Regions from separate parts of the Urocitellus parryii genome. Here region 2 is linked to region 1. Evidence: chromatin contacts called from public Hi-C data. All regions are on one chromosome and are shown on one strand. The core of a region is the stretch at or near the end of the contact, and the rest is flanking DNA. Distances in the headings are between cores, read along the strand shown. Region 1 holds the start of Rbm45 (RNA binding motif protein 45). Region 2 holds the start of Prkra (protein activator of interferon induced protein kinase EIF2AK2).

What was found. Hi-C and Micro-C count contacts between places; a contact is called where the count stands out from the background.
Region 2: a contact with region 1 is called in a Hi-C map of liver, with 4 times the contacts expected there. The contact joins the promoter of Prkra here to the promoter of Rbm45 in region 1. A contact is called at or near these places in 2 of 2 Hi-C or Micro-C datasets (liver and muscle).

The regions. Positions count from the first base shown.
Region 1 is chr1:230,248,406-230,254,946 of mUroPar1.hap1, forward strand. Rbm45 (RNA binding motif protein 45) reads left to right here and starts at 2,610. Exons shown (of 10, transcript XM_077802921.1): 1 at 2,610-3,008. The coding sequence starts at 2,637.
Region 2 is chr1:230,563,064-230,569,043 of mUroPar1.hap1, forward strand. Prkra (protein activator of interferon induced protein kinase EIF2AK2) reads right to left here and starts at 1,727. Exons shown (of 8, transcript XM_026392033.2): 1 at 1,398-1,727; 2 at 655-824. The coding sequence starts at 1,462. It overlaps Pjvk (pejvakin), which reads left to right and starts at 4,095. Exons shown (of 6, transcript XM_026392034.2): 1 at 4,095-4,305; 2 at 5,026-5,221. The coding sequence starts at 4,095.

The DNA of each region.
Region 1 (6,541 bases), core at 1,360-3,859:
TGGTCACAATATCGTCTCTCCCACATTATTCTTTTTTCCATGCTAGAGATTGAACCCAGGACTTCATGAATGCCAGGCAAGCCCTCCACCACTGAACAACATTCTCAGCCCCTTACCTCTCATTTTAAAAAAGGGGGTGGGGGAGGAGTGGATTGATTCATAAGATGTGGGAGAGAAAAACGTCAAAGGACGTCTTAATTTTATATGAAGTCAATATAAGTGTTTATTATATTAATACTTGTGCATTATAGTCTATATGTTAAAGCCTTGAAAAAATTTAATCTGCAAATGCCCAGCATGTCTTTTCTCTAAAATAAGGTTAATAATCATTCTTTTGAACCTCAGACACTATCAGTGTTTTAGTTACATGTAATTCATGTTCAAAGATATTATGTGGTTTAAAATATGACTTCTGTCATTGAGGGATGAAATACTCTAAAATGGATCCTGATGCTTGCACAACTTTGTGAACATACTGATAGAGCACTTGAAATGGGAATTATATCTGGATAAATCTGTTTAACATAAATAAGTCATATAAAGAAAATATGTTTATTACATTTTTATAATTTATAAGTAATTTTCTCCCCCCCCCCTTGTACATGTGGTATTTCATAAGATTGAGTAGAAAAGAAATTTTTCTTTCCTAGGACATTCCAGTATTTTTCTTTAAAAAATTAGCTGCTCTGAATATTGGGCTAAAATTCTTGATTGCTGATAGTGCAGTTTAAGAAAATTATAAATTTTCCACTAGATGGCACTTGTGTGCAACTAGTATTGCTCAGAATCTTTACACTACTTCACATCAATAAAATTATTACATTATGTTATTTTCATTCACCTTGATTGATCTGGGTAAGATAAAGAGAAGTGAAAAGTTAAGTTATTTCCTAAACTTGTCAAGCTCTACTGTAAACAGAGCGTTCATTGTACAGTTATGAAATGTAAAACAAGGAAAAGAATGAAAATCTTTTTAGTATATAATCCAGGATAACAATTCGAATTCCTGACTCTTTGTTACCATCAAACAACTACATACTATCAAGGAGGTAAGAGAGGGCACCATAGTTAAAGGAATGAATTTGACAACTATCCCAGTTAGTAAGAAACATTATTTCTACTTTACAGTTGAAGTAATCTAGCTGGAAATACTAAGTAACTTGTCTAAGCTTATGCAATTTAGTGGCAAAACTATTTCTGTTCCCGGTTGTATATATAGCTCCTAGCACAGATCCTAGCACATAATTGTTGCACAATAAATGTTTATCTGTTTGACTTCATAGAAGCACAGGTCTTCGTACCCTAGTCCACTTTCAGGTATATGCCTTTCACTTCATTCTGATACTACTGCTAAATCCAGGCCTTATTTCTGCTGACCTCTCTTCCAAGACCCACTAACAAGAAGGTTTAGAAGTCAGTAGGCATTTCCTACTTTCTTTGCTCTCTACATTTTTTCCTAGTTCCTAGATGAGCAGCCGCCTTTTCTGTTCTGCACCTTTTCTGTGCTTGTGGGAGTCGAGTAAATCAACAGACACAGTTGGTTCTGGATTTGACTCTGTTCGGTAAGGATCACACAGAGGATCAGGAAAACTATGGCAAGAGGGGAATGTCAGTCCAGGTCCTCATCAGGCTCTCCAGAGCAAGTGAATCCTTGTTTCGGCTGGCTGAATCCCTGTTTGTTAGCTCTATTATTTATACTAAATTTGGGGTCTTTTGACCTCCCCCTTTCAATTCTTATCAGCTACCACAGGATTTCTCCATGACATCATTTATCCTGGGGTCAGAAACATCTGGTCTGGTGGTCTCCACTCTGATCGTCTAGCTTTTTTTTCCCCCTCTAATCAGGTAAGGACAGCCTGCCAGAGGCTGTTTATCTGGGTGAAGGGAAGTAACTTGTCTGAGGGCTATATTGAGGGCTCTGTTAGATGTGCCTAGTGAGACTGTAGGTTTCAAACTGGAGTTTTTAAAATGAAGTTGCTTAGACTCAAGCTAAGGCCATCCTCACAAGCAGTTTAATGATAATCCCCAATTTTGGTATCTAACTCCTAATAAAATCTTATCACTGTGGTCTGCCTTCAGCAAAAAATTCTGTTAAGCTAGAATTCCTCTTATCCCTGACCTTCAGTAATTTTCTATCTATTCTAATCTTGCTTCTGGCTATAAATGCCCTTTTATCTTATTAAAGTCAGAATTGAAACCAGTATCTCCCCCGACCCGTGTCCCCCTACCATGGCTCTAAGACCCCATTACAGGTCCCTATACCTATCACCAGATGGCCCCCTTGAATAAAGTCAGCCATCTTTAAGAAATGTCCTGAATAATTTTTTCTTTAACAATGACAACCAAGAATCCTTGGGTTCTTGGGTAGGGTAAAGCAAGAGCTGGCAAAGTCCCTGCACCAGGCAAGACTATTCTGGCTGTAGGGAACTAAGGATTACACAAACTAATGTTTGGACCTGGGTTTAGCAGGATTGAAGGACTGGACTTGGTGAGGGACCCCCGCGGCGCCAGGGGGCGCTGCAAGCTGCACCCGGAAGCCAGCACCCTCTGCGGCGGGACAGCTCCTGACGCTAGAGTCCTCCGTCTTCCGGAAGCCCAGCGGCGGACTCGCTAGAACTGGGTGCGCTACAGCGGCCATGTCGGACACAGCGGAAAAAGATAGGACTGACAGGGACGCGGGCCTGGCTCCCTCGCGGAGGTGGGGCATCATGGACGAAGCTGGTAGCTCTGCGAGCGGCGGAGGCTTCCGCCCGGGAGTGGACAGCCTGGACGAACCGCCCAACAGCCGCATCTTTCTGGTGATCAGCAAGTACACGCCCGAGTCTGTGCTGAGGGAGCGCTTCTCGCCTTTCGGCGAGATCCAGGACATCTGGGTGGTGAGGGACAAGCACACTAAGGAGTCCAAGGGCATTGCCTTCGTCAAGTTCGCCCGCAGCTCGCAGGCCTGCAGGGCTATGGAAGAGATGCACGGACAGTGCCTTGGCCCCAACGACATCAAGCCCATCAAGGTGCGGGTGCCCGGGTCCGGGTGCCCGCGGGGTCGGGGCTAGGACGTGGGGCTAGGACGGGCCCTGGTGTTGTGCCAGGACGGGGGAGGGGTGGACATCCACTCCCCGGAGCTGACCAGGCAGCACCTGGCAGGCGCGGGGGTGTTTGGGAGTGGCTTTGAGAGGGTCCCCGCCTCGGAGGGTGCACCCAGGAGCGCGGAGGGGCGCCTTCCAGAGAACTTCTTTCTCCCTTGCGAGTGGGAGGGACAGCCTTGGGCACTAGAGAGGCAGGAGCTGTGTTTCCGCCTCTCCCAGGTGGCCACTGCCCCTCTTTTGTTATCATCCCCACCCACCCCTGGCTTACCTTTTGGTGTTTTCTGACCCTCCTCTCTCAGACATTTCGGTTTACTATGTATATCTCTGCTTTTCCTCAGGTAAATAGGAAACTTAACTCGCGCCAAGTACATAGGTGAAATTGTGGCCCTCTGGGTTTGGATCTTTTCCCCAATACCAAACAAAAGTATTCATGTATGTAATACTAAGTGCAGGTGATTAAATGGCCCCTATTACATATTCTTCACGCTTCTGTGAGTTTTGAAATTATTTTATATAAGCCCTATTTGTGAAGATATTAATGCCGAACATTTGACTATTGATCCTGTTAAATGGCAGTTTTCTTTGAAAAAAGACCAAAGTAGGGGCTGGGGTTGTGACTCAGCACTAGAGCTCTCACCTAGCAGCCTGGGTTCGATCCTCAGCACCACATAAAAATAAAATAAATGCATTATGTCCAACTACAACTAAAACAAAATATTTTTTAAAAAGAGAACAAAGTAAACTCCCTTAAGAGGAGCCAAATCATTGTGATGGTAGTGTGGCTTTTGTATTATTTTAAGATGTTTATTTGTATGTTCTTAGTTCTTGTTTGTATACTCAGTTCATTCTTGAAGTATTTATATTCTATTTCTATACTTAGTCATCTGTAAAATTAAGGGCCCATAGAAGAAAGGGTCATTTTCAGGGTTATTTGACTTAATCTATCCTTTTAGCACAATTCCTGGCAGAAGGGAAACCCTCCATATATGTTTATTGATCAATAGTAGCCAAGATGTCACTCCTTACTTACTGTGACTTCAAATCAGGACTCAGTCCTGAGAATCTAACAGTCGTTTAAATTGTACTCTTCACCTGTCTTCTAGAGGTAGTTGCTGTATATGCAATTCTATTGGAATTTTCCACAAATTTTTTTCTTTCCTCTCAATTTTCTTTTTTTCCCCTCTTTCTTTTATTTTCTGTTTTTTTTTATTTACAGAAAATTGAGAAGAATATTAATATGGAATTCTAAATTAATAACTCAGATATTATAGTCTCTGGAGGTCCTGCCTGTACCTCCTCCATACACAAAAGAGAAAGAGCCTGGGAATATACCAGTAACACAGTAGACACTAACAAAAATACATGACAATCTAGTGTGTTCATGTCAGTATAGAGCTTCAAAATACATGAAGCTTTATTGACAGAACTAAAAGGAAAAAGATATATGATAATCACCTCCTGAAATTAATTGTAGAGCGATAGCATACACTAGTTCAGGAGTTGGCAAACCTCTGTAAAGGGCCACATAATAAATAATTCCCACTTTTTAGGCCACATACAGTCTCTGTCACATCTTTCTTTTTTTCAATAGCCCTTTAAAAACAAGAAAATTCTTATATCATGAATTATACCAAAAACAAGGAGCTACAATTTGCTGATACCTGCAATAGATTGATAATTTTCATCTCTTTGTATTTATGGCCTTAATGTAATGGATTTTATAATTTGGAATATAACATGATCTCAGCCCATGCAGGCAACTCAAAAAAGAGACCCAAGTTTGAAACTGCCTGCCTTCAATAAATTCCTACACAGGAAATTTAGTCTAGACACAGAAACATAGCCTCCCTCAGCCATAGAGAAGTTAAAGTGCTTGTTCCCAAAGAGAATTAAAGTTTACAATTCTGTTTTTCACATTTTTGTCCACTCAGTTTCAGCCAGAAGATTGTATCACTATTGTACCTAGCCAGACAATCAAGGCTCATTCTTCAGCAGCTACAGCTCAGGTTGTCTCCCACTGGAGCACATCTGGTTTTCTTTCTTTTTTTCAGTATTTCCAGTTAAATTAATTTAACTTCTGTTTTTTCACATGTACTTTGTTTTTGCAAAGTTCCAAAGGATCTCCAAGACAAAAATATTACAGCACCAGGCTTCCGGTCAAAAGATTGTCCAAGTAAAAAGTAGTCTGTGACCAGCTATGGGATGGATTACCTGGAGGTAAAAAGTAAACCTAGAAAATAGAAGAATCTTGGTTCTAGCTTTGCAAGAATACCCCATCTAGAATATGTCTTCATAGTGTATGAAAATAAAAATATGTATGGAGAAATCTTCCATTAGTGTTGAAGTGCTCTACATCCTTTATTGGCGATTTCAAATACTTCAATCCTCAAAAGTTTAGAAGTGTGCATCTGATAGAATATCTAATCACATTTTACCTGAGTCCCCTTTATTTCCTGTAGTGTCTTTGCATATTCTTAGAACTTCCCTTTTTGTATTTTCCTATTGATCATTTATTTCTGGGGCATCCACTAAGCTAGGTTTGCAGTTAACCATTTCTGTGTTACTCATTACTCTTATTACTAATGCCTCAAACAGTGCTTCACATATTGTGTAGATCTGGGGGAGAGTACTGGGATTTGAACCCAGGGGTACTTTACTACTGAGCTACACTACATACCCAGTCCTTTTATTTTTTAATTTTCAGATTGGATCTCCCTAAGCTGCTGAGGGCTTCTTAAGTTGCTGAGGCTAGCTCAAACTTGGGATCTTCCAACTGCTGCCTCTTGAGTTGCTGAGATTATAGGCATATTCTACCACACAGAGCCATGTAGTGTAAATTACTGAAGAAATAACAGGACATACACTTCATTTAGAGTTGTCTCTTGCCCTGTCTCATAAGCGGAATCCCACACCTCTATGTCAGGCTGTATTTTGAGCAAAAATAATGGCCTGCTTTCCCCATGGCTCTGATGTCATTTTTTTTTCAACATTTATAAAATCCCATGGCTTTTTAAGTTGAGTGTCCTTTGGGTTCCTGTCTCCTTCTCTGGAATTTCATAGTCCTGGTTTTCTCATACTTGAATGATATACTGACACTTTAAAGGAAACACAAAACCTCAAGGGTTCTTGTATGTGTAGTGATTTAATTAATTACATTACATTTCTTCAAGTTATTTTTAAAACTAGCCATTAAACTTATTATGTTTATAATTATATAAACATATCCATGATCTTAGTCACAGATTTTTAAAAAATATTTTTAGTTGTAGATGGACACAGTACCTTTATTTATTTTTATGTGCTGAAGATTGAACCCAGTACCTCACATGTGCCAGACAAGCACTCTACCACTGAGCTACAACCCCAACTCTTAGTCACAGATTTTTAGCATTGCTTTAGATTAGTATAAAAACAAAGTACATTTAGAAATCAATACTACAAAGCAAATTCAGAGTACT
Region 2 (5,980 bases), core at 477-2,976, 310 kb after region 1:
TGCTGTGTGACTCAGAGCATGTTATTTATAATCTCTCTGAACCTGTTTCTTCATGTATAAAAAGGAGATACTATCTTATACAAAATACTTGTACAGTTTCAGGAACCAGAAGCTACTAAGTAATACAATGAATGGGAGTCTTTCTACATTCCTTTGTTTTGCCTTTTTTTTTTTGTTTGTTTTTTTTTGTGGACATAATTAAGAGTGATACAAGAGATCCAAAGTTCCAAATAATTCTATAAAGACAGAAGGGAAACTCAGACAACTCTGGGGTCATGCCTCCCTGTATCTGCTATAATTTATAAAACTATGAAACTTGATAGTACCTACTGACCCAGCTATGAGGGCTCCAAGAACCCTTCCGGTTTCTTTTTAATTCTTGGAGGAACCTTGGGAGGATCCTATAGTGTGTGAAGAGCCTTGTAGGATGCCTGGATAACTTTTTATTATCTGAGCATCCTTGTATCTGGAGAAGAGAAAATTAGAATCAGATGAAGTTGAAAAGCTCTTAACAACCTAATATATGAGGTCTCCGTTTTAAAACCTGCCCCTCATAGCTGTCTCTGGCAAAAGGGGCACTTTTCCCAATTGAAAAGCAACATCAAGTCTGGACTGCCAACCAGCAGGGTCAAGGGGTTAACTGTGCATACAGACCTGTGCAGGTTATGTCCCCAACGGTTACTCTGAAGGTGAAAGTTGGCACGTGTATCTGCACATCGGATCTTTCACATTCATAAACCGGGATGTTCTTGGTCTTCATGCCATATTCGTGTAATACCTGAATCGGTGTTTTCCCTGGCTTAGCTGTTATCATCTTCCCCAAACTGCAAAAACCAGAAAAAGGTGTGCTTTGCATGTCAAAGCAAACAGGGAAGCAGAAGCATACACAGGGCCAATTTTGACTGCTATCAATGGTGACCGGGGAATTACTGTAGCTTCCTGGCAGCCAGGACCAAAGCTGGCAAGGCCTGTGCGCACCTGTCTCCCAGCTCTGCTGCGGCAGTCACCCAGCAGGGGATAGCAGGGTGAAGGAGGGACGTCTTTATAGACAGAATTCGAATGCGGACAGAAAGGTGTTCTCAGGGGCACACGGCTACATACTCTCAAGACCAAGTCCACCAACCCAGTCCGCGCGTGTCACCTCTTGCCACCCCGTCTCCCCCGCGCGCCGCCAAGAGCCACAAAAGGGGCGGGGCGCGGCCACAGACCCCGGCGGCCCGGCCTAGACCCCAGCCAGTCGCCGCCAAGAGGGCGGGGCAGAGCACCACGGTGTGTGTGTGTGGGGGGGGGGCGACAGGAAGGGGCTTTACCCAGAATGCCGCCGGGGCCGGCTCCCCGCCCCCTCCTCTGCTGCCCACCACTCTCGGCCCTGCGGCCCCTACTGCCCGGGCTCGAACCTGAAGGTCCCGCTGTCCTCGCGCTCCAGTGGCGGAGCCTCCGCGCGACGTCTGCTTTGAGACATGGCAAGAAGGGACGGCTAGGCGGAGCGAGAAAGAGCGGTGCGGAACGGCGTCCTCGCTTCCCGCGTCGGCCGGTCCCCGAGCGGAGCTCTCCAGCACTACAGCCTCCCCGTCTCCTTGCTGCAGGCGTCCCTCTTGCGAAAGGAACTGGCGGGGCGGGGTGAAGGGAGGAAGGGCGGGGACTCGGCGTTATGGCGCCGGCCACACCCCCTCGCTGCCGGACCTCAGGCCCTGCTACTAGCCAGGCCCCGCCCCTCTCCCGGCTCTTCCCAGCGCCGGCTCTTCCCAGCTTGGCCTGCACCCCCTTCGGCTCCCAAGACTTCACGGTGCTGGCCCCTCCCCTCTCCAGGCCCCGCCCCCTCTGTCATACCCCAGCTTTTCCCAGTTCCCGCCTGCGCTCCACTTAAGCTCCTGTGGCATCCTGGTCGGTCATTTGTTTGCCGCTGTCACTGCGCCTGGAGCTTGAGTTTTGGGGCCTTAGGAGGTGGTTTGCCACCCGGAAAGAATGCTTATTCCTGTGGGCTCAGGGTTAGCGAGGCCAGAAGTCCAGTGTGTTTGAGGGGTGGGGAGGACAATCTGGGGACAGGTTCACTTTAAGAAAGATTTGAAAATGCTAATGCAAAATTGCTAGGGAACCTCTGAGAACCTGGCGATGAACTTGAGACCCTTGATTTATGGGCTCCTGAGAGCTCCTGAAAGCTGAGCAGCCTTTTCCAGCTTCTGCGTCCTCTGGGGCTTCTGGAGACCCTTCTCTCCTGCTGGGCGGGCTCCTTTGTCTTGGAGGCAAGTTGGACACCGGGTCAGCAGAGCCCAGCAAGGCTTGTTAGGTGTAAAGGAAGGCCTTTCTGTAGGCCAGGTTCCAGTTTTGTTGGTTGTAATGGCGTTGGTGGATGCGCTACCTTTTGTGGGGATCAGACTGCGACATTAGTTGTGTCGTCTCTCTAAATGTTTGCTTTCCACGTGCAGAAATGGTTCCCTGTGCTTACAAGGTGTTCTGGAAGATGGTTTTGCACAATGATGTTTTCACAATGGACATTATTATTTTTAAAAAAAATTTATAGTTGTAGATGGACAACGTGTCTTTTATTTCTTTATGTGGTGCTAAGGGTTGAACCAATGCTTTTGGAAGATGATTTTGCACAATACTGTTTTCACAAAGGACATTATTATTTTAAATTTTTTTCCCCTAGTTTTGGATGAACAGCATGCCTTTATATCTTTATGTAATGCTAAAGATCTAACCCAGTGCCTCACACATGCTGGGCAAGTGCTTTGCCACTGAGCTACAGCCCCAGCCCCCAGAAAGGACATTCGTTACTAAAAGTACATTTTGGGTTGCATTGACCCCTGAACACTGAAAAGCGAGTGAAAAAAAAAATACCAAGAATCTAATCAAATTAATTTCCATTATTTGAGGTTTGAATTAAGCCTAGTCTCTCTTCCTCTACACCACACATGTATGTATGTATGTATATCAACTAAATACCCAACTGTATTAAGTTTCAGTGAACATCTTTAAGGACCACAGAAACACTGCTTGAACGTTCATTAAAAATTTAGTATAGATTTGCTTTGGAAATGTATTTTTAGCTAAAATGTTTCTTAAAAACAAGTGAAAGGGGAGGGGAGGGGAAAGGGGGAATGGAAGGACAGCAGAATAAAATAGACATTATTATTGCTGTGGGTATATACGTGACTGCATGACTAATGTAATTCTGCAACCTGTACACTCAGAAAAATGAGAAATTATATCCCATCTGACATGTATGGTATGTCAAGATCAGTGTACTGTCATGTGTAACTAATTAAAACAAATACATAAATAAATAAAAAAGAAAAAACAAGTGAAAACCTTTTATAGATCTCTTTATAGATTGAGTAGGATAATAATGATGAAATAAAAACAAAATAAGTGCAGCATGACTCCATTTCAGTTTATATAGACTGAGTGCGTAGCTTCTGAGTAAGAAAACATTGCATAATATTTTATAGTTTTCTAAATGTGTAAAATGGCTTTAATTTAGTATTTTGTAAAGATCTGCAGGCATTTGTTTCCCTGTATTCTGTGTATTTGTATTTAATATTAGGCACTTGGTTTTTGTGAAAATGTTCCTGCATTAACTCTATACCACAAAGTTTCACTATTCTGTGGCCAAAATTTGCCTAGTGAACTTGTGAAGGAATTCCCTTTGGACTAGGTCCATTATAGATAGTATCCAGGACTAATGTTAGTGCCTAAATTGCAGTGTTTCCCATGGGGCTATCTGCTTCCCTCAGAATCAGCCCATTGCTACTAGAAAATCACTATCAACTGTGATTCTCATCAAAGATGTCAGTGGTATGTTGGAATTCATTTTCTGTGTATATTTTAGTGCTATAAATTGCCATTCCAAATTAGACTTGCTTTTAGTATATCATTTTACACCGTTGATCTATTATTTATTACTTGAGCACATGAAGACAGGCAATGTTGTGAGGTGTACGCGGGTAAACTACTTGGTGAAAGCATGCTTTGTATTTTTAACATGTATAATTGTATTAAGATCAAGCAAGCTTAGTTTTGTGCCTGGTTTTCTTGTTTGAAAATGGATTTTGTTACCTGGGGGTTGCAGTTGATGACATTTTGATATTAATATGTTTGCTGCTGCTACAAAGAGTTTTGTCAAGCAAGTTGGAGATGGAGGGAGATTAGTTCCAGTTCCAAGCCTCAGTGAAGCTGACAAATACCAACCTCTCAGTCTGGTGGTAAAAAAGAAGCGATGCTTTCTGTTTCCTAGATATAAATTTACCTCAACACCTTTTACACTGAAAGATATTCTCCTAGGAGACAGAGAAATTTCAGCTGGTAAGTTTAAATGTTTGGTAGTGACTACTCATGGAACTGTTATTAGTAACCTAAACAGAGGTCCTATGTACTATTTATACTAGTAATACATATTTTCAATGAAAAAAAAGCAACTTTTATAATGAAAGTAATGATATTATTGAGATGAACAATGTCTAAAGTTTATGTAATATCAAATCTCTTATTGAATACTTTTAAAGTCTATTAATTATTTTATAAGCTGTTTTAATCAAAATCAACTTAGAAAATGACATAGTATTTTTTCCTCTGTAAATTAGTGTATTATTTGATCTTATCTCTTACATAATCAAATGAGATAAAAATAATCTGAATTTTGTTTACAATTCAATTATTACACTTGGTAAACTGAAATGTGTGTTTAAAGCTTGATTAAATGTGTTTTTAAATGTGTTTTTAAAGCTTGATTAAAAAGTTAATTGACATTTTGATAAGTTACTGCTTCTAAACACCTGTTTATATTTCAATACCCTAGTACATCTTGATATTTAAGAAATTTTGTTGACTGAACAGATAATTTGATTTCATTTGAAATATTTGGCTATTTGTTTTTTGTTATTGTAAAATTGAACTGCTATTTTAATTTTGGCCTGAAATGTTGCTTTTTTAAATGAGATTGGATCTTGAATTGCAAATTAACTTTATATAATCTATATAAGCTGAATTGGAGACATTTAAAAATACTAGTTTCTTTTCATGAAGGTATTTCATCTTATCAATTACTGAATTATGAAGATGAATCAGATGTTTCACTTTATGGAAGGCGAGGCAACCATATTGTAAATGACGTTGGGATTAATGTTACTGGATCAGATTCCATTGCAGTAAAAGCTTCATTTGGTGTAGTAACCAAACATGAAGTGGAAGTATCAACATTACTCAAAGAAATTACTACACGGTCAGTATAATGATCCAAATGCATGTCAGTGGTTTAATTAAAAGTTTTAATATATATAAACTTCCTTGTAAAGAATGCTTAATTTTACTAATGTAATTTATTTGTGTGATTTTTTTTTTAAATATTACAAATTAGTAGTATTGTTGCGGGAAACAGACAGGTTGAGGAGCAGCAAGCAGCACTCAGAGAGGAGAACTCCAAACATTATTTTATGCTGGTGGGCCCAGAGGGGAACAAACTCTAATTCTGAGCACTCATCCACAGTTTCTCACAATTTTTATAGGTTATTTGGCATCATTTTACACTCATCCTATCATTGGGGGCTTTTTTCTTCTTTAAGAAAAAAAACTCCTAATCTACAGGGCTTAAGGCCTTGTGTAAGCATGGTTGTAGAAACAGATAAGGATAAAGGGCTCTTTTCACAGGCATGTGTTAAATCTCTAGCCTTAAAAGCATAGCACAGGGATGTTTATATTTCAAGAGGGAGAAGTTAAACTCCTAAGGCAGTTATTTACAGTAATCCAAAAGGTAGGGACCCATTGGTTAATTAGGCTTCCTAAAGAATGGCTGAGGGGAACTTTCCCCAAGCATTGGTTTCTTACCCAAACCTTTTTTTTTTTTTTTGGTAATTTCATTTTACAACCAGGTCTGGTTTTGCCATCACAGTATACCGAACTTTGGGTCAGGGTAGATACCCAAGAATCATTTGGTTTGAAGAAGATTTTCTAGTGTTCCACAAAATCACTAAGCCCCTACACA